2 separate regions of the Sus scrofa genome follow, and region 2 is linked to region 1. The links are chromatin contacts, called in public HiChIP or PLAC-seq maps. All regions are on one chromosome and are shown on one strand. The core of a region is the stretch at or near the end of the contact, and the rest is flanking DNA. Distances in the headings are between cores, read along the strand shown.

Region 1 (3,897 bases), core at 651-3,150:
AAAACGGCAAGAGTTCAAGGGCCAGGTGATTCTGGGATGCCCCTGAGGATGTCGCTGAAGGGACTGGCAGTATATACAAAAAAGCAAAGCCATGGGTCTGAGAGGGTGAAGAACACGCTGTAAGAGTGGAGACAGGGTGGTCAGGAATGGTGAGAGTCGGAGGTCCTCGGGGACACCATGGGTGAGGTACACAGATGGTGCTGGCTGCGGGTCTCTGGAGGAGGGGAGGTGTTGAGTGTTATTTCCAGCATGAAGAGGGTTTCTTAAAAGAACATGCCCTGGGTTTTCCTCAAAACTGAGGAATATTTTGGTGGTATAGTCTCCAAATGTGTACTTTTTGTCTTCTATGAGATCCAAGGTGAAAGGAGCAACTTATTTTTAACAATTATTATAACAGTGAAAGCCACCACTATTGACTGTCATGTATTAGACACGTCATGTGCTTTCCCTTATTTAACTTAAATAACTTTGTGAAATAGATATTATTACCCCAGCTCTGAGATGAGCAGATTGGGCTTAGAATCTTTGGAAACTTGCTCAAAATTACCTAGCTAGGACATGGAAGAATCAAATTGAAGTTCATGTAACCCGCCAAGCCTGTATTCAAGGAAACCTATCCCGGATATCATAATTCTCAGAATGTTCTTGAGAGTGGACAATCAACTCCAATTCAACTCTCCGAATGAAAATCAAGGAGCTTGACAATGTGGATTTTCTCACCTTGTATTAGACTGAGGCCTAGACTGGGAGTGGGAGCCAGGAGTCTGTATATTTAACCAGTTCATTAAAGGTGACCAAGGCAGACTTTACCCCACTGAGGTTCGGAAATAATGTATTGGGAGTCTTTTGAAGCTTTGTTAATTTCTGTGCATTGCCTATTTTCTAGCCTGTCTGATTTCCCACTGGGGGAGCAACGGACACCCCTAGAAGTTTAGATCTCCCTGTAGAGCTGTTTCCAGGGACAGGAGGGCAAGGGAGAAGCTCAGTGTATTTTTCTACTCCCATCTCATGAGTTCTAGTGCATCAGGGAAGGGAGGGATCCTGGGAAAAAAATGGTGGCAGCTAAGAAAGGAACAGGTGTGTAAATATGATAGGAAAGCTCATGATGGATCTGGAAGGGTTTCTAGGGAGTCATCTGTGCAGGGGTTTCATTAATTAAAAAATCATTTGGGGAGCAAGGAGTAAGCCCGACTCTCATTCTCTCCAATCAGGAGAGTTGGTAAAGGAAGTGGCCAAGAGGGGGGATAGGTACCATCTGGAGGAAACCGAGATTTAATTAGAGGGGGTCAGGGGATGGATAGATGGATAGAGTTGTTACCAAAAGAATCAGGTGTCTCCAGTCCTTAGAAGCAGAGATTAGTCTGGAGTGGGTTCCGAAAGATGTGGTGCTGAGTGGAGAGAAATAAAGGGAGGGGGTACTTCTGGGGAAGAGTTTATTTTTTGGTTTATCACAGAAATAAAGGAGTCTGGGGACTCTGTGGTTTGGCAGAAAGGGTACAGGCTCGGGTGTCAGACACAAGGTCACATGCTGCCTCTGCCAATCACCAGCTGTGGGACATTGGGCCGGGAAGGTAACCTCTCTAAACATAACTTCCTCATCTGATTCTCAAATGAAGAGATATTTCTGAGGATTGGTTAGTACATGTCAAGTGACTGGCACATATTAAGCAGGGCATTACATGTGCTGGATGCAGCATGTATAGTGAGCTGGGGGAGGCATCTGTTAATAAGAGGGAGAGGAAAGTGCTGAGCAAGAGGACTTGTCTTCGGAGGATCTGGGGTGCTGTCCCTGGGCATGAAGGTATAGCAGCTGGGTGAGCTGCTCTAAGTTTGCATCTGATTTCCTCCAGCCTGGGCTGTGACTCACCATCAGGGCTGGAGCTCCAGATATTTCTGGGGGCTTGGCTACAACCACTTCCTGTTGTGCTGGAAGTTGGTTTCACACTAGAGCCATTGGGTAGCCTTCCAGGTGGCTCTTTAGCTGCTGGCCTTAGCGAATCCCTTACCCTATGCAGCTGGGCCCAGAATGCCTGCCTTCTGCCCCCACCTACTGTGGCAAGAGGAAGCCTCTGAAAAAGCCCTCTTGCTTTAGGGGTGGGCACTGGGCTTGGGAAACCCAGAAAGAGATGAGAGTGCTAAGGCAGGCATTCCCTGCACTTAAGCACACGAGTACATTTCCTACATGCATGGATAGACAGGGACCTTGGGAGACATGTGCACTCAGTCTCCATTAACCCAAAATAGAAATTCATGAGCAAAAACAACTAGATGCATTCGTTTTTAATTTGCACTTGCTGTGGGATGCATGCTTCAGATCAGCTGCCCCTAGGGGACTGGAGAACCATTTCTGTGGATCTCTTGTGCTGCTTTTTCATATTCTTTACCTTGCCCTGAAAGGAAATGGTATTTCCCTTCTCCCTTCCCTGCTTCTACTCCACCCATTAAAGATTCCCCCTACTTAGGGAAAACCCCAACACTTAATAAAGTGAGGAGAAGAGCAGAAAGGATCCACTTCAGCTTTTTGCATTCTCTGCCCTCTTCCCCCTGGTTTTCTCCCACCCTGGGCTGGCATTACCAGCCAAAAACATTCTTCAGTCCCTCTCCTTTACCAGTAATTCTGCCCATTGACCTCAGCATCAGTGTCCTTCTCTATTTCTTTTTCCACTTTGAGAAGGCAGTCCTGAGCTTCCCAGGCAGCCTCTGACTCACAGCTCCTCTAAGCCCTTTGCATCTGTACCTACTATATTTGGCCTGTGGCCTGAGATTTCATTGCCTGGTACTATCTATGTATCTACCTACACCTTTTAGGTAACCTTTAGGATTGGGTAGGATGATGAAATGTTTTGGAGACTAGGAAGTCAAGTTTTAAGAGTGTACTTTCCTAGGGTTGCAGGAGTTGCAGTCTTGCCTAGGGAATTTATTCCTAGTGCCTTGCCAGTTGATTTACTACTTCCCTTCACTCTTACTCTCACGCAAGCGAGGTCACAATAAACTTCCAGGAGAGAAAGTGGCTTCTTGGCAAGGCTGCTAGGTGGAGAGGAGTGAAGTGGGAGGTGTGGGCCTTGCCCTGGCTGAGGTTCTGCATTTCTCCTTTTCCCCCTGCAGCCCTGGCCCGCCATCGCTACATGAAGCAGGTTCAGGCCCTAGGCCCTCAGATGATGGAAAAACCCCTGTACTGGGGGGCGGACAGGAGCTCCCAGTTTTCATCTTATCCAATGAACCCACTGCTACAGCGAGGTAAATTTTGCCAGAAATTTGGGGTGGGAGAGGGCAAGGTAGGACATGGGCTGCATCGGAGATCTTCAGAACCAATATGGTGGGCATCTTTACCTTTGAGGATGGGAGGGGGTAGATGCAAGCTAAATAAGGTGGCACTTCGGTGCCCTGATTCTGAGGAGCATGTTTCTGCCCAGCAGTTTTGCATGTTTTTATCCTTATTTCCATTCAGATTTGTCCCTAAGATCCAGCCTTCCAGAGGTGCCGGTGACCCAGACCTCCGCTCACCCTCCCATCACCAGTGGTGTCCTAGAGTATTTGGAGAAAGAGCTGCGGAACCTCAACCCAGCCCAGCCTCTGCCTCCTGACCTCCAAGCCAGATCTGGCCATCCCTGCAGCATGCTGTCCTCCCTGGGCTCTGAGGTCGTGGAACGCAGAATCATCCACCTACCTCCACTGGTCAGAGACCTGTCGTCTTCGTGGAGGACCAGCAGCTCCTCCCGTCAGCAGTGGGTGCCGCCACCGGCTGCCCCCGCACCCCGGGATCTGAGGGAGGGGAGGAGGCAGCACCGCTACTCTGATTTCCACCTGCAGCCCCGGGACCAGGAGTCTAAGCGCTGGGCGTTGGAGCAAAGGGAGCTGGACCAACTGCGGAGTGGAAGACACCGTGGCCCCAGGCAG
Region 2 (3,897 bases), core at 953-3,452, 260 kb after region 1:
AAACTCCAATTTTTTTTTTGTTGTTTGTTTGTTTGTTTTTGGCCGCACCTGTGGCATGCAGAAGATTCTGGGGCCGGGGATCAAACCTGCACCACTGCAGCACCCAAGCCACAGCAGTGACAACAGTGGATCCTTTACACATGGAGCCACCAGGGAACTCCACAAACTCCTATTTTATATCATGTTTCAAACTCAAGAGCTAATAATCTTTCTCCTACCTTATACTCTTCCATTTTTAGTAGGATTCTTCTGCTCTGGAACATATTTCCTCATTGTCTCTCATACCAATATTATTCCTTTAGGTGGCCAGACAATAGCTTTTCTAGAGCAAAATAAAGCAAAATTGGGGACACTTTTTAGAGTGTCCAAAGTCATATCACTAAATTAGCAACATACTTTGGAGTTTATGATTTAAATATATGAATTCTGAGGTGCAATATACATTTAATACAGAGCGTTCAGTAGAACTAATATCTGTTTATTAAAAAGATGAGCACTTTTAATTATGAATATTTATTCATTTATAGATCTGAGTACATGTAGAATGTGTTGCTTAGGCATCACACAAGTACTTTTCCCTTAAAATATGTATTTAGCGACCTTTCTTTTTTTCTAGGCTTGAGCATGACAAACAGACTTGGGAGTCCAAAGCCAAGACAGAGGTCCAGCTTCAGCAGAAGGTCTGTGACACTCTACAGGGGGAAAACAAAGAACTTTTATCTCAGCTAGAAGAGACTCGACACCTATACCATAGTTCTCAGGGTGAACTAGCTAAGTTGGAATCGGAATTTAAGATCCTCAGAGACCAGTCAACTGATTTAAATAACTCTTTAGAAAAATATAAGGAAAATAAAGAACATTTGGAAGGCATCATAAAGCAGCAAGAGGCTGATATCCAAAATTGTAAGTTCAATTATGAACAGCTAGAGACTGATCTTCAGGCCTCTAGGCAACTGACCAGTAGGCTGCATGAAGAAATAAACATGAAAGAGCAAAAGATTATAAGTCTGCTTTCTGACAAGGAACAGGCAATCCAAGTAGCTGTTGCTGAACTGCATCAGCAGCATGATAAAGAAATTAAAGAATTAGAAAATCTACTGTCCCAGGAGGAAGAGGAGAATACTGTCCTAGAAGAGGAGAACAAAAAAGCTGTTGACAAAACCAATCAGCTTATGGAATCACTGAAAAATATGAAAAAGGAGAACATGCAGCAGAAGGCTCAGCTGAATTCCTTCGTTAAATCCATGTCCTCTCTCCAAGATGACCGAGATCGCATCGTAAGTGACTACCAACAGCTGGAAGAGCGACATCTCTCGGTGATCTTGGAAAAAGACCAACTCATCCAAGATGCTGCTACCGAGAATAATAAGCTGAAGGAAGAAATTCGATGCTTAAGGAGTCATATGGATGATCTCAATTCTGAGAACGCCAAGCTCGATGCAGAGCTGATCCAATATAGAGAAGACCTGAACCAAGTGATAGCAAGGAAGGACTGTCAGCAAAAGCAGCTCCTTGAAGCTCAACTTCAGCAGACTAAGGAGCTGAAAAGTGAGTATACCAAATTAGAAGAAAAACTCAAGGAGTCTGAGGAAGCGAAGGAGGAGCTGAAGAGGTCCTCTCTTGCTCTACAGGAGGAGAAGCAAGGTTTATCCAAAGAGATTGAGAGCTTGAAAGGATCTATATCCCAGCTAAAGAAACAGTTGACAGCCTTGCAAGAAGAAGGTACTTTAGGAATATTTCAGGCCCAATTAAAAGTAAAAGAAGAAGAGGTACAGAAGTTAAGTACTACTCTTTCTTCCTCTCAGAAGAGAATTACAGAGCTGGAAGAGGAATTGGTTCGTGTTCAGAAGGAAGCTGCCAAGAAGGTGGATGAAATTGAAGATAAACTGAAGAAAGAACTAAAGCATCTTCATCATGATGCCGGGATAATGCGAAATGAAACTGAAACAGCAGAGGAGAGGGTGGCAGAGCTTGCAAGGGATCTGGTGGAGATGGAACAGAAGTTGCTTGCGGTCACCAAAGAAAATAAAGATCTCACAGCACAAATCCAGTCTTTCGGGAAGTCAATGAGTTCCCTGCAAAATAGTAGAGATCACGCAAATGAGGAGCTTGAAGGCCTGAAAAGGAAATATGAGGCCAGTCTGAAGGAGCTGGCACAGCTGAGAGAAGAACAGGGCCTCTCAGGCAGGGAGAGAGAGGTTCTTGTTTCTAAAGCTGCATTTCCGGTGCACTCCACTGGGGATGACAGCTCACCCCACCTTGAGAGACTTAACCAGCAGCTTCTTTCCAAAGATGAGCAATTGCTTCACTTGTCCTCACAGCTAGAAGATTCTTACAACCAAGTGCAGTCCTTTTCCAGGGCTATGGCCAGTCTGCAGAACGAGAGAGATCGCCTGCTGAATGAACTGGAGAAATTCCGCAAGACAGAGGAAGGGAAGCAGAGGTCTGCAGCCCCACCCACAACCAGCCCAGCTGAAGTACAGAGTTTAAAAAAAGCTATGTCATCACTCCAAAATGACCGAGACCGACTAGTGAGTGTCCAGTTTTCTCTTTCAAATCTGCGTTTGAGAGTTTTTGAATCTTTCTTTAAATTGATTTTCACTTTTATAGAAAGTGACCCCCCAAAAATGTATTCGTATTTTCTGGGTACTCTGGGACGATGTTATACATCCCACAGATTCTTTTTGGTCTTAGAGAAACACAGAAGCATTGTTTAAATTTCCATAAATCTGCCATTACCATCTTAAGAAAGATTACAAATTTCCTTTGCACAGAACTTTCCATTGGTTATAAAAGGACTAAAAGATGGAGAGCTGTTTTATATACTTGATACACACACAGAATTTGTCATAGTTTAATTGAATGAAAGCATAGGGATCACTTAGAGCCTTCTTATTGTGACAGTTTAGCAAAATCTGGTGGTATTAAGGGTAGAGAGGATTCAGCTTATCTCATATGTAAACTCGACCCTAATATGTCAACAGAATGTCCAATGTGGAGTTCCCGCTGTGGCTCCATGAAATTAGCAGTGTCTCTGCCATGCTGTGTCACAGGTTCAATCCCTAGCCTGGCACTGTGGGTTAAGGATCTGGCGTTGCCACAGCTGTGGCATAGTCACCAGCATGGCTCGGATCTGACCCCCGGCCTGGGAACTCCATATATGCTGAGGGGTGGCCAAAATAAGGGGGGGTGGGAGTTCAATGTAAAAAGGGTTCATTTAAATACATTTAAATGGCTGCTTAGTAAAGCTTTATTTGCATACTGAACCATTTACCCACTTCCCTGTAATTACTCAACTTTTTTTTTTAAATCTGAGAGAAAGATAAGGGATATAATGTTAAAATTTTACTGCTTTTGGAAGTAATTGAATCCAGCATTTGAATCCAGGCCTTATTTTTCTGAAAACGTACAGTTGTCACTGCAGTAGTTTGGGTCACTGCTGTGGCTTGGGTTCAGTCCCTGGCCCGGGAACTTTTCACATGCTCTGGGCACAGACAAAAAAAAGAAGAAGATTTAGAGACAAAAACTGGAATTCCATGATCCCAGCTAGGCTGTTTAGGGATTCTACTTTGTGATATTACTCTCTTCACTTTCCTGAGTTTCTTAACTCTGTCAGGCCCTTATGCTTAAGCAAAATAGGAAATAAATAAAGCTTCAAAAGGCTGGATTTTCCATTTTTAATTCCAGAGGATGAAAAGTCTAGTTTTTAAGATTAGCACTAGGGGAAAAAACATCATTTCTCCTAACTGTAAAGTCTTAGGCAATTTTTTTTTCAATGTGTTCATTCATATTCCATTGAATATTGAATATTTATAGACAATCTTTTCTTTTTATAGTCTGAATAACCCCCACCCCCTTTTCAGCTGTGATTTTGACATTGGTACAATTTAGGCATAT

What was found. HiChIP or PLAC-seq counts read pairs in DNA pulled down with a chosen protein or histone mark.
Region 2: an H3K27ac HiChIP or PLAC-seq map of alveolar macrophages shows a contact between it and region 1. The contact joins two enhancer-like sites. A contact is called at or near these places in 1 of 47 Hi-C or Micro-C datasets (epiblast stem cells) and 1 of 2 datasets of contacts at active chromatin or transcription factors (alveolar macrophages).

Annotation. Positions count from the first base shown.
Region 1 is chr13:138,553,866-138,557,762 of Sscrofa11.1, forward strand. ILDR1 (immunoglobulin-like domain-containing receptor 1) reads left to right here. Exons shown (of 9, transcript XM_005654050.3): 6 at 3,106-3,237; 7 at 3,449-3,897. Among named protein-coding and RNA genes, the nearest start is that of ILDR1, 25 kb to the left of the region's middle. Within about 2 kb of position 1,901, at least 9 of the 83 cell types and tissues checked have an H3K27ac peak or open chromatin away from gene starts, as enhancers often do. A contact at or near this core is called in alveolar macrophages, where this site is marked.
Region 2 is chr13:138,816,574-138,820,470 of Sscrofa11.1, forward strand. It overlaps GOLGB1 (golgin subfamily B member 1), which reads left to right. Exons shown (of 23, transcript XM_021070274.1): 15 at 617-2,531. Among named protein-coding and RNA genes, the nearest start is that of HCLS1, 34 kb to the right of the region's middle. Within about 2 kb of position 2,203, at least 11 of the 83 cell types and tissues checked have an H3K27ac peak or open chromatin away from gene starts, as enhancers often do. A contact at or near this core is called in alveolar macrophages, where this site is marked.